3 separate regions of the Mus musculus genome follow, and all the other regions are linked to region 2. The links are chromatin contacts, called in public targeted proximity ligation maps. All regions are on one chromosome and are shown on one strand. The core of a region is the stretch at or near the end of the contact, and the rest is flanking DNA. Distances in the headings are between cores, read along the strand shown. Region 1 holds the start of Tmem252 (transmembrane protein 252). Region 2 overlaps Pip5k1b (phosphatidylinositol-4-phosphate 5-kinase, type 1 beta). Region 3 has its middle 58 kb from the start of Tmem252.

The links.
Region 1: a targeted proximity ligation map of pancreatic cancer cells shows a contact between it and region 2. A contact is called at or near these places in 3 of 39 promoter capture datasets (cranial neural crest, hematopoietic stem and progenitor cells and pre-B cells), 1 of 130 datasets of targeted methods (pancreatic cancer cells) and 2 of 9 other capture datasets (embryonic stem cells and macrophages).
Region 3: a contact with region 2 is called in a targeted proximity ligation map of pancreatic cancer cells. A contact is called at or near these places in 1 of 130 datasets of targeted methods (pancreatic cancer cells) and 1 of 9 other capture datasets (embryonic stem cells).

The regions. Positions count from the first base shown.
Region 1 is chr19:24,672,000-24,675,306 of GRCm38.p6, forward strand. Tmem252 (transmembrane protein 252) reads left to right here and starts at 2,009. Exons shown (of 2, transcript NM_183160.3): 1 at 2,009-2,344. The coding sequence starts at 2,070.
Region 2 is chr19:24,341,159-24,344,415 of GRCm38.p6, forward strand. All of the region lies in intron 13 of Pip5k1b (phosphatidylinositol-4-phosphate 5-kinase, type 1 beta), which reads right to left. Among named protein-coding and RNA genes, the nearest start is that of Fxn, 62 kb to the left of the region's middle.
Region 3 is chr19:24,613,967-24,617,506 of GRCm38.p6, forward strand. No RefSeq gene overlaps it. Among named protein-coding and RNA genes, the nearest start is that of Tmem252, 58 kb to the right of the region's middle.

The DNA.
Region 1 (3,307 bases), core at 759-3,258, 330 kb after region 2:
CCTAAGGCCCTGACTGTGCTACAGAGTATGAAAGAAAAAGTAGATTTCCAGGGTGTTCTAACATGAACCCGGAGGCAGGATAGTGCCTGGAACTCAGGCTGCACATAATGTTCAAAACAGTGCTCATGGGTCGGCCAAGCTCAAGGGGACAGCGTTGACAGTCGTTTTGCTGAAATTTTCAGCAAGGGACGACCATTACTTCCACTATCACCAACGCAACCAGACACTGCTCTGGACTGACAGGAGCCACCTCCGGGATGCTGGAGAGGAAGACACTTGACTGGAAAACCGTGACTTTTGTTGGTGCTGAAGGAGGAGAAGGAGGGAGATGCCATACATTACTGTCTAGAGTCATATCACTAGGTACAGCTCACCCCCACATGGAGGGGATTATTACATAGGAGATGGGAATCATCAGAGGCGATCCCAGGAACGGGAAAACTGAGGGAGCAAAAGGCTGGACCACAAAAATAATACCGAGCCTAGAAGATGGCAGTGGTTCAAGGTTGGAATTGAAGCTAATACGTGTAGGGGTCAGTAGGCAGAATGGGGGGGGGTGCCTGCAGTTGTTTTTTGAACTGCAGTGTCTTCCTGTCTCTCCTAGCCCTAACTCAGAGGTGGAGCTAAGGAAACGTCGGGAACAAGGCTAAAGAATATAAGTATAAATACTGTGACTCTGCACAAATAAACATTTTCCTGTTGGAAAAGCAAACGACCAGGGATGACAATGGAGGAATGTGGGAAGCCTCTAGGAAGTGACTCAGGAGCCCCAGTGGGGAGAGAAGTCTCTTGGTGTGGTGTGGACGTGCCAAGGCACCAAATAAAAGAAAGGTAGGAAGTACAGCCTGAGGCAGGTCTGCAGTGAGGAGTTTATAACCACAGACTGAGTGCAGAAGGTAGCTCCTAGACCGTTCCTAGGGCAATGTGACACAGAGCAGAGACGCAGGGAAAGAGGGCAAGGGACATGGTTTGGCAGCATCTGCTAAGATACATTTTACCTAAGACATATTTTAGGGGGAAGGTTTCAGATTTTCTTACAGCCTTTCATCTGTCACTGTGCCCTGTGAGACCGTGTGGGGGCCAAAGAGTAGGGTGTAATAGGAGAAATTTATGATGTGTACTCTCTTGGTATACATGATAGCTATATCATGCTAGAGCGTTATGAGGACAATGCCCTTAGGTCAAATGCCTATGGATTTTTTTTTTTTTTTTTTTTTTTTTTGAGAGCAGGGAGAGACTTGGGTGAAACATATATAATGAACCAGGAATGGTAGCCTGCACTAAAGTCACACAGAATAAATACTTAACTAGCACCCGTCAGTCAGAGGGGACGATGGGTTGCAATATCTGCACCCCAACAACGGGAAAATTTGGCAGCAGAATTCAAACAGCAGTTATTACACCAGGTGCCACCACCCCCGGCCCCGGTCCTTCTCCAGTGTGCTCCCTCTCCTTCTGGAATTCTCTTCTATCAACAGAAAGATCACTTCCTGGCCTGCTCCCATGGAATTTTCCCAGAATCAGAGTATTGGGACAATGAAGGGTAGAGTCACTGACGTAGGCAAAGACAGAGCGCTAAGAGCCTTGGCGAAATGTACTTTTAGTACGGAAAGAGAAAATGAAATCAGGAAAGGAGTCTTTGCCAAACAATGAAGGCAAGAGTTTGTAGACAGATGCTAACGTCTTTAACTTTCAGTACAGAGTTCCCTACAGCGAGGGCTGAGAGACCAGTGCCTTCATACTCAAAAAGATTCCGACCTCTCTTCCAATACCTGGGAGCAGCTGAGGTCCCACCCACCAACCAGGAACATACTGGCTACCCACAACCTCCCCTTCCCCCCCCCCCCCCCCCCCCCCGAGGACACAATGTTATGTTTCTAGGTTCCCCCTGGAGGATGTTACAGTAACTTCCAGTGGTTAATGAATAGCTTCCCGGTGCCTGCTTCATTTAATTGTTCAAAGGCCATTTGTTCCTGTATATAAGGCTGTGACCTGGCTAGTGAGTGCTCTTCCCCCAGCAGGCCTGGAAGCAGAGGAGTGGCAGGATCAGAGGGGCTCCAAGAAGAAGGATGCAGAACAGGACTGGGCTGATCCTGTGCGCCCTCTCCCTCCTCACCGGCTTCCTGATGATTTGCCTGGGTGGCTTTTTCATCTCCAACTCCATCTTCCACTCCCAGAGGAATCTGGTTGTGGCCTACGTGCTTCTGCCCATGGGGTTTGTGATCCTTCTGAGTGGAATTTTCTGGGGCACCTACCGCCAAGCAAATGAAAACAAAGAGATGTTCAACCACGTGCTCAGACAGCACCTCGCTTTCCAGGACCTGCCCCTGGCCACTGTAGACAGGTACGTGCTGAGCTGAGCGCCAGAGGGCATGAGAAGGGTTGAGAGGAGTCATGGTGTGGGAAGGGGAGTGAAGCACAGGCCCATAGTGGATCCACTTACAGGAGGCTATGAAGCTAGGCTCAAAATTCCACCATTGGGCAATTTGCTCTGGGGCTGTTGTGCGTGGTGGGGAGCGGGGCTGCCTTTGGGGAAAACAACGACGTAAGAGGAAATTGTCTTAGGGTAAGATCCTCATGCCCACAGTAAAAAGTCACATAAACAAATTAAGGGGCACAATCCCTAGATTCTTCCTATGTTTGGGGGTGGGGGTGGTAATTTTAGTTAAAGGCAGGTGATGATTAGATGGTCCTGATAGCCTGGTTACTGGGTTATAAAGAAAGTCCCAGACCAAGTTCTACCCACAATACATGAGCAAGCAGACCAGACGTCAAGTCAGTCCAGCAACTTCTGTGACTAAGGGACGTTCTAGATGACTGACCTTTTAAGTGTTCTGATCTCACCTCTTATGAAGGACATATTCAAGGCAAGATGATAACATGCCCATCGATGATACAAAACCAAACGGCAGCACGGATACACACAGACGGCATTATTACTTGGCCTTAAGACAGACCACATTAATTGATATGTGCCGTAGATATTTAGACACTGAAAACATTATGGCAAGTGACACCTGCCAGACAGAAAGGACGGCCACTGTACTATTTCTGCTTACACCATGAGCTACCAGAGCCACTTACACCACAGCCATTTATACCAATCCTTAGCAGCTATCACAGCTGCTTACACTAAGTAGCTACTGCAGACAGGAAGCAAAACAGTAGTCCCAGGCCTGGGGGTTGTGTGTGGTGGGGGGGGGGGGCGGGGAGAAATGAAGAATTATTATTTAATGATTATAGGGCTGTAGTTTGGGATACAAACTACAATCTAGGGATTGTAGGGATAGTTTTGCAGCAATATAAG
Region 2 (3,257 bases), core at 568-3,067:
AAGTCTTTGTAGTCCTTGATGCAAGGGTGGCTCAGGGAAAGAACAGGAGGCTTAGACCCTGGAGCTCTGTGCTCCAATTGGACTCTTACTAGCTGACTTACTATGACACCAGAACTCTGTATAGCTGTTTCCTGATCTCTTAGACTATTCTAAAGAAAGGTATGGTAGTTTGAATGGGTATGGCCTCGTAGACTCATGTGTTTGAATGTTTGGCTCATAGGGATTGGTACTATTAGGAGGTGTGGCTTTGTTGGAGTATATTGGCCTTGATGGAGGAAGTGTGTTATTATGGAGGCAGGCTCTGAGGTCTCATATATACTCAAGATATCCCCAGTTTGGTACACAGTCTCCATCTGCTGCCTGTGGATCAAGATGTAGAACTCTCAGCTCTTCCAGCACCAGGTCTGCCTGCACACTGCCATGCTTCCAGCCATAATGATAATGGACTGAACCTCTGAAACTGTAAGCCAGACCTAATTAAATGTTTTCTTAGTTGTCTTGGTCACGGTGTCTCTTCACAGCAACGGAAACCCTAACTAAGACAAGGGGTCTCTCACCTACTTTAGCATGGAGGGCTCTCCTGCCATGGCTTTAATCTGACCAGTTTGGGAGAAGAGACTCATAGCTGCAGGAATCAGCTCATTGGCTCCTAGGTTGACAATACTCATGGGGGAAGAAGAGGGCTCAGGACTGCTGTCAGACCTTCCGAATCAGCAGCCTGAGATCTAGCTGCTGGACTCATCAGTTAGAAAGGTTTTGCCAGCTGGCTCCCAGCATGGCCAGTTGCTTCTCCTATGGTATCTGCTCTTCTCATAAAACTCCACATTTTAATAGTGGGCTAGATGTTAGAGAGAGCCACCAGGAAAACACGGACAAATACATGAGACTAGCTACCACAGTGATGCTGGTAAGGGCTTCTGGGATGGGGGAGCACAGATACATTGGGGGTGAAGTGAGCTTTCAACCTGTATGCATAAACAGAGCCCCAGCTTTGCTCCCAACTGTGCAGGGAATCATGGAAAGAATGAATAGTCATGTATATAACTTATTTCACAGCACTAAGTTGAATTGCTCTTAGTTTGGAGATAAAACCTATTTGCCCCTCTAGTTGTTGGCACTCAGTTCATATCTCCTTTCGAAGAACAGATTTCTCAGTAGGTAAGAAAAATTCAAGTACCAGGAATTCAGATTTATAACCTATGATTTGTTTGTGAGGCAGGTTGCTGATGGAGTGTCTTTGTATTCCTGTGAGCCATACGCTCTAACCTAAGATCTTATAGTAGAGCCTTTAAGTATGGACTTCTGGAGCTGGGGAGGCTGCCCAGTTGGTAAAGTGCTTGCCAAGCAAGCAGCACAAGGACCCAAGTTCAGATTTCTAGCACCAGGGAGACAAAGGCAGGCAGATTCCTGACTTTTCGAAAGACAGATGTGTACATACATATGTACATACCTTCCACCCAACAGAGAGAGAGAGAGAGAGAGACAGAGACAGAGAGAGAGACAGAGAGAGAGACAGAAACAGAAAGAAACAGAGAGAGAGAGAACATACTCTCAATCAGCAGTTAAAAATATACTTTTAAGGCATCATAACTTTTCTCTTTGCTCCCTAGTCAATTTTGAGAGTATACTTAACAAACCAGATTCAAAGAAACCAGTGGAACTTTAAAAGTCACAAAGAAAGATAGTCTAAAAAGAATTCTAGAGACAGCCATTTCCTACTGCAATACATAATTTAGGTGTGGACTTCTCTGGATGCCGTTCAATGCCTCAACGTTAAGGGCTCTAAAGACACAGAGGACGACAGCAGATACTTGAAGTATTTATAGCTTATATGAGCACAGATAAGGATAACGTGTTTAAATGAGAAAGCAGGCCACTTGGAACAGAAATATGACTCACAGAGAAACAGAAAAATCTCAGCTGTAAATTGCAATGTCAATATTTGATGTACTTTCCCGTTCCTTGTTTGATGCATTTTCTCCCCAGGCTGTCTGTATTTGGTTTTAAAACTTAGTTAAGCCAGATGAGACACTTACAATCATGTCAATTCTGATTTCAAGAAATACCATGTACTGTACTAAAGAAATAAGACAACCATGATAAGGACAGTTTGCCGATTAGCTTTCCCTGCTAAATAAGCAGGGCTGAGCTCGGTGGGCTAAGCATTCAGGGGTGTTCACTCCCAGGGCTCCTCGGGCTATATTTCTCTTCAGGGTTTTTTAGCATCCCTGAGTCTCTGATCCTCATGATTTCCCTAAGGAGAAGGTAACTGTGGTAGATCTTCCAGCTTTTTGTACACAAGAAGGCTAACAGCAGAAACGCCTGTGGGGAGAGCAGGCAGGAGACAGGCAAGAGGATGAAGAAGAAAGGGTGGCACCCAGAGGGTCCTCAGGTCTCCTCATCAGCTGAGAAGTGTCAGGAAAAGTGAAACTGCCTGAGCTTGCTAGCTGGCTTCTTGTAAGGGCGTCCTGGGATCTCAGAAATGCTTTCTCAGTTGTCTCTGGGAGAGGTTGAGCACCACCCAGCTGCAGGAGGGTGGGCTCAGTGGAGTGACCATGACTGATCAATGCCTCTGGGCCTCCCTTCCCTCACACACTGCAAACACCCAGCTCCTCCCTTCTGCTTCCGATGGAGTCCATGTTTAGTTCTTGCAACTGAACCCTGACTGATAGCTAAGTATGAGATCCCAAATACCACAGTAGAATGCCAGAGAAAACTGCTTAAAGCAACGGAGCACCAAAGAGAGGGGAAAGACTCTTGGAGTATTATAGACAGAAGGCTCACTGGTCCATTTCCCACATGCACATCTGGAGGTGAGCTAGCATCAGCAGGAGAGAAGATGTGCATAATTAGAGCACAGTGCCCAGAGTGCACAGCTGGGTGGGCGGGCATGGAGAGGTAGCTAGACTCTATCTGGCCACAGGACTGGCTTCAGGGGGAGGCCAGAGCCCGAAGAATCCCTGCGAATGCTCAGGAGTTTAATAGCTCTTACCAAGAGATAGAGCACTTAAGAACCCTTCTGATATCAACAAACCACTTACCCACCCACCATCACCACCACCACCAAGAACCACAACCATTACAAAACCCCAACCCCAAATACCATTCCCTTAGTGCTGGAAATTTCAGGAAATGATTCAAGAGGGCATTGAATGATACGCTCCTGATAATGACCATAGTAGCAAACTATAAAGAAGTACCATTGTTATGAGAACTGTTCTTAACGTTGCTGAAGCCTTGCTGTGACTTTTCTGCTA
Region 3 (3,540 bases), core at 630-3,129, 270 kb after region 2:
TTTTGTTCATAGATCCAATCTAGTAAAGATCTCTGTCTCCTCCAAGTATTCAATCTGCTTTGTTACTAATAATAGCGACAATGACGACGACGATGACAACAACCACCACCACCACCACCACCACAACAATAAAATGATTGGTGATAGACTGGCTGAAGAAGTCATAGGCAATGCTCTTCAGTAGCATGCTCAGAGAAATGCTCTGGGGTCCCATGGGAATGAGCAAGAGGCAGTGGTCAGGAGTGTCCTTATTTCCCTCTTGGTCACTGTGCTGTTGAGCAGCATTCAGAGGAGCAGCCATTAAACTCACTCCTGGTGCGGTCGAAGCTGGTCTGTTCTGGCCTCTGTTTACAAAGAAGAAAGAGAGGGCAGGCAGGTGTCCAGAGCATGCATCTAGGAAAGGATGGTTGACCATTGTCTGTAATGGGTGGCTTACCTCAGGTGATAGAACACTGTTCTTTGATTATGTTTCCAAAACCAAGGCACATTCAGTGGTCAACTCTGCCAAGCAGATCCACCCATGTCTCTCTTGTGTATGTGCTTTCCTCTGTTTACTCCAGCAAAGAGCCACAGAATCAGGGTCAATTTGCCTTTCTATTGCCTAAATATCAAAAAGATGCTACCTCCCAACTCATTTAAACCTGCTGTTAGCCTCCCTGGGAAAGACTATCATCAATAGTACCATCAACTGGGGCATAGAGTAGAGAAATATTTCCAAGTCTGGTAAGTGGCAGAGTGGATGTTTCTGATCACTTCACTCTAGTTTTGATTATTGCCAATGCACCGCAAAGCTCTTACCCTTAGCCTCAGTTCTCCTAGTGACTGGAGAATAAAGTTTCCTGAGTGAGAGAGGTGGGGAGGGAGTTTTAGGAGAAGCAGACTGATAGGATGGAGAAGAGAAAATATGCTATGGCTATGCTCTTAACCTCACGGAACAGTTGGAATCAGCTCAAGGAATGGAATTCAAGGCTTCCCAGCGAGATGTTAGGGATCGCCTTAAAGATGGCTAGGTGATTTCAGAGAGAAAAAAAAATCTACTTTAGCAGCTGCCTCATCTTTTGGTTCTGAAATGGTTGGAAGTGCTTTAGATTTTGCTGAAGCTAGGGTAAATTCCTTTTTGGATATAAAGAACACATCTGTGTGAAGATGGTGCTAATGGATTTATAATGTTATGATTTGAATGGTTGAAAGTCCATCACAGGCTCTAAGGTGTTTAAAATCCTCAGTCCACTGCCATTTTAGGAGGTGTCTTAGTCAGGGTTTCTATTCTGGCACAAAACATCATGACCAAGAAGCAAGTTGGGGAGGAAAGGGTTTATTCAGCTTATACTTCCACATTGCTGTTCATCACCAAAAGAAGTCGGGACTAGACCTCACACAGGGTAGGAACTTGGAGGCAATGGAGGGATGCTGTGTACTGGATTGCTTCCACTGGCTTGCTCAGCTTGCCTTCTTATTGAACCCAGGACGACCAGCCCAAGGATGGCACCACTCTCAATGAGCCCTCCCCTCTTGGTCACTAATTAAGAAAATGCCTTACAGCTGGATCTCATGGAGGCATTTCCTCAACAGAGGCTCCTTTCTCTGTGGTAACTCCAGCTTGTGCCAAGTTGACACACAAAACCAGCCAGTACAGGAATTGTGGACCTTTGGGACATAGGACAGAGATGGTTGACATAACCAGGAGGGATGATGGGTCTTTAGGGTTGAAGGCCAGCCGTGCTTCTGTCCCAAGCTCTCTGCTTCCGGCCCACCCTTTCTGCTTCCTGATCTGCTAAGATACAAAGAAGCCCAGCCACAAGATACTGCCACAGATCCAGCCACGACTGACTGTCCCGCCCCCTTTAAACTGTCAGTCAAAATCAACCTCTCCTCCCTTACAGAACAACTGCTTCTGTAAGGTCTTCTGGGACAGCAATGAGAAATGGAACTACTAGGGATGACGATGCTCTGTGTCATCCCAATGGGGGGGCACATTTAAGAGGGGACATTATTAATAAGTACACAAGGACAAAGGATGTGGTGAATGAGTGAGCAGACACAGTCACCCTCACTATAAATAGCGAACTAGAATCTTCAAGGCATGACACAGGCTTTTCCCAGTTGGGACATCACATGACGCCCTTGTCATCCTTGCCCTGGCTGATCACTGATGAGTCAGCCAGGTTTGCCAAATGTTGTGAGAACACACCTGAGTTCTGACAAGAGCCCAGTGGATAGCCTGCTGGCCTGCTTTTGCCTGTTCCTGAAGAAGTCCTTCAGTAGAGCACCCTCAAATGCTGGGCCAGGCGCTACAGGTGCCCATGGTTTGTGACCACTGAACACTCGGCTGGGTGCCACTGTTGCGTTTGGTTGGACTTCTCTTTAAGCTGGGGCATCACTCTGCTTCAGTGGAGAGCGGCGGGGTGTCAGGAGCAGGTGTCAGAGGCCTAGCCTGTTTCCTATTTTGACATTTCATCAAGATGGGATTTAGAGACTAGAAAAGATAACATTGCAATATCTGACCTTAAGAAGGAGACAATAGCTAGGCCTTCAGTGTTTAGACACTCCTCGGATCATGTATTGGTTGGATAGCCCTGGCTTCCCTTTTTATTGTTAATATATGTCTCCTTGGCCTCCTGCCAACTAAGACACAGAAGAAAGAAATAGAAACATTTAGCAGGGAGGAAAGTGTGGGGAACTGAAGGGCTGGCATGGGGTAGTGATTTCTTGTTGTGCACAAGGAGTGGACGTACCCTAGGCTGTCCAGGGTGCAGGCCCTCACATGTTACCCGTGTATGTGACTTCTCTCTTTTGTTCAATCATTTAGGGCAAAGGAAAAAAAAAATTGAGGCAGAGTCTTACTATCTAGTTCTGACTAGCGTGGAACTCCCTATGAAGACCAAGCTGATCTCAAACTCAGAGATTGACCTGCCTCAGAATTCTGAGCACACAGGAATATCTATGTGGCTCCTGCCTCTAACAACAGGAGCAGCTGGCGTGTTCATAGGAGGCTGTGCACTGTGACACGGCCAGAAGACAGGAGTGCCTCTAAGTAGTGGGTTTGGTCTGGGGCTGCTATACATTCAGATGCTAAATTCTGTACCCCAAGATCTGGTTGTCCCCAAGAAAGAGATCCTCAGGGACAAGGAGATTCCCATCTACACTGAGTGATGCTATGTAACCTTGCTTCCCAAGTTAAGTGGTCAATAAAAGGCTAAAGCCTATGGTTGGGTAAGAGATAAGAGGTTTTGAGTTACCTGGCCACATGCTTGTGGTTTATCTCCTCTCATGAAACTTCACCTCTCTCTATACCACACTCCCTCCAGTAATTGGCTGTTACCAGTTTTATTTAACCAATACTTTCAAATTGGGGAACGAGATTTACATAGCATCACGTGGTGTCCATGAGGGTCTCCTTGTTGGGGAAACCAGATCTTAGGGTACAGAATTTAGCATTTGAATGTGTAGCAGCCCCAGACCAAACCACTACACCTCTAATGGCAGTTCTTAACTTGGGCACCTGGAATTGAAGGTGTGGGCTACCGTGTCTGGTGAGAG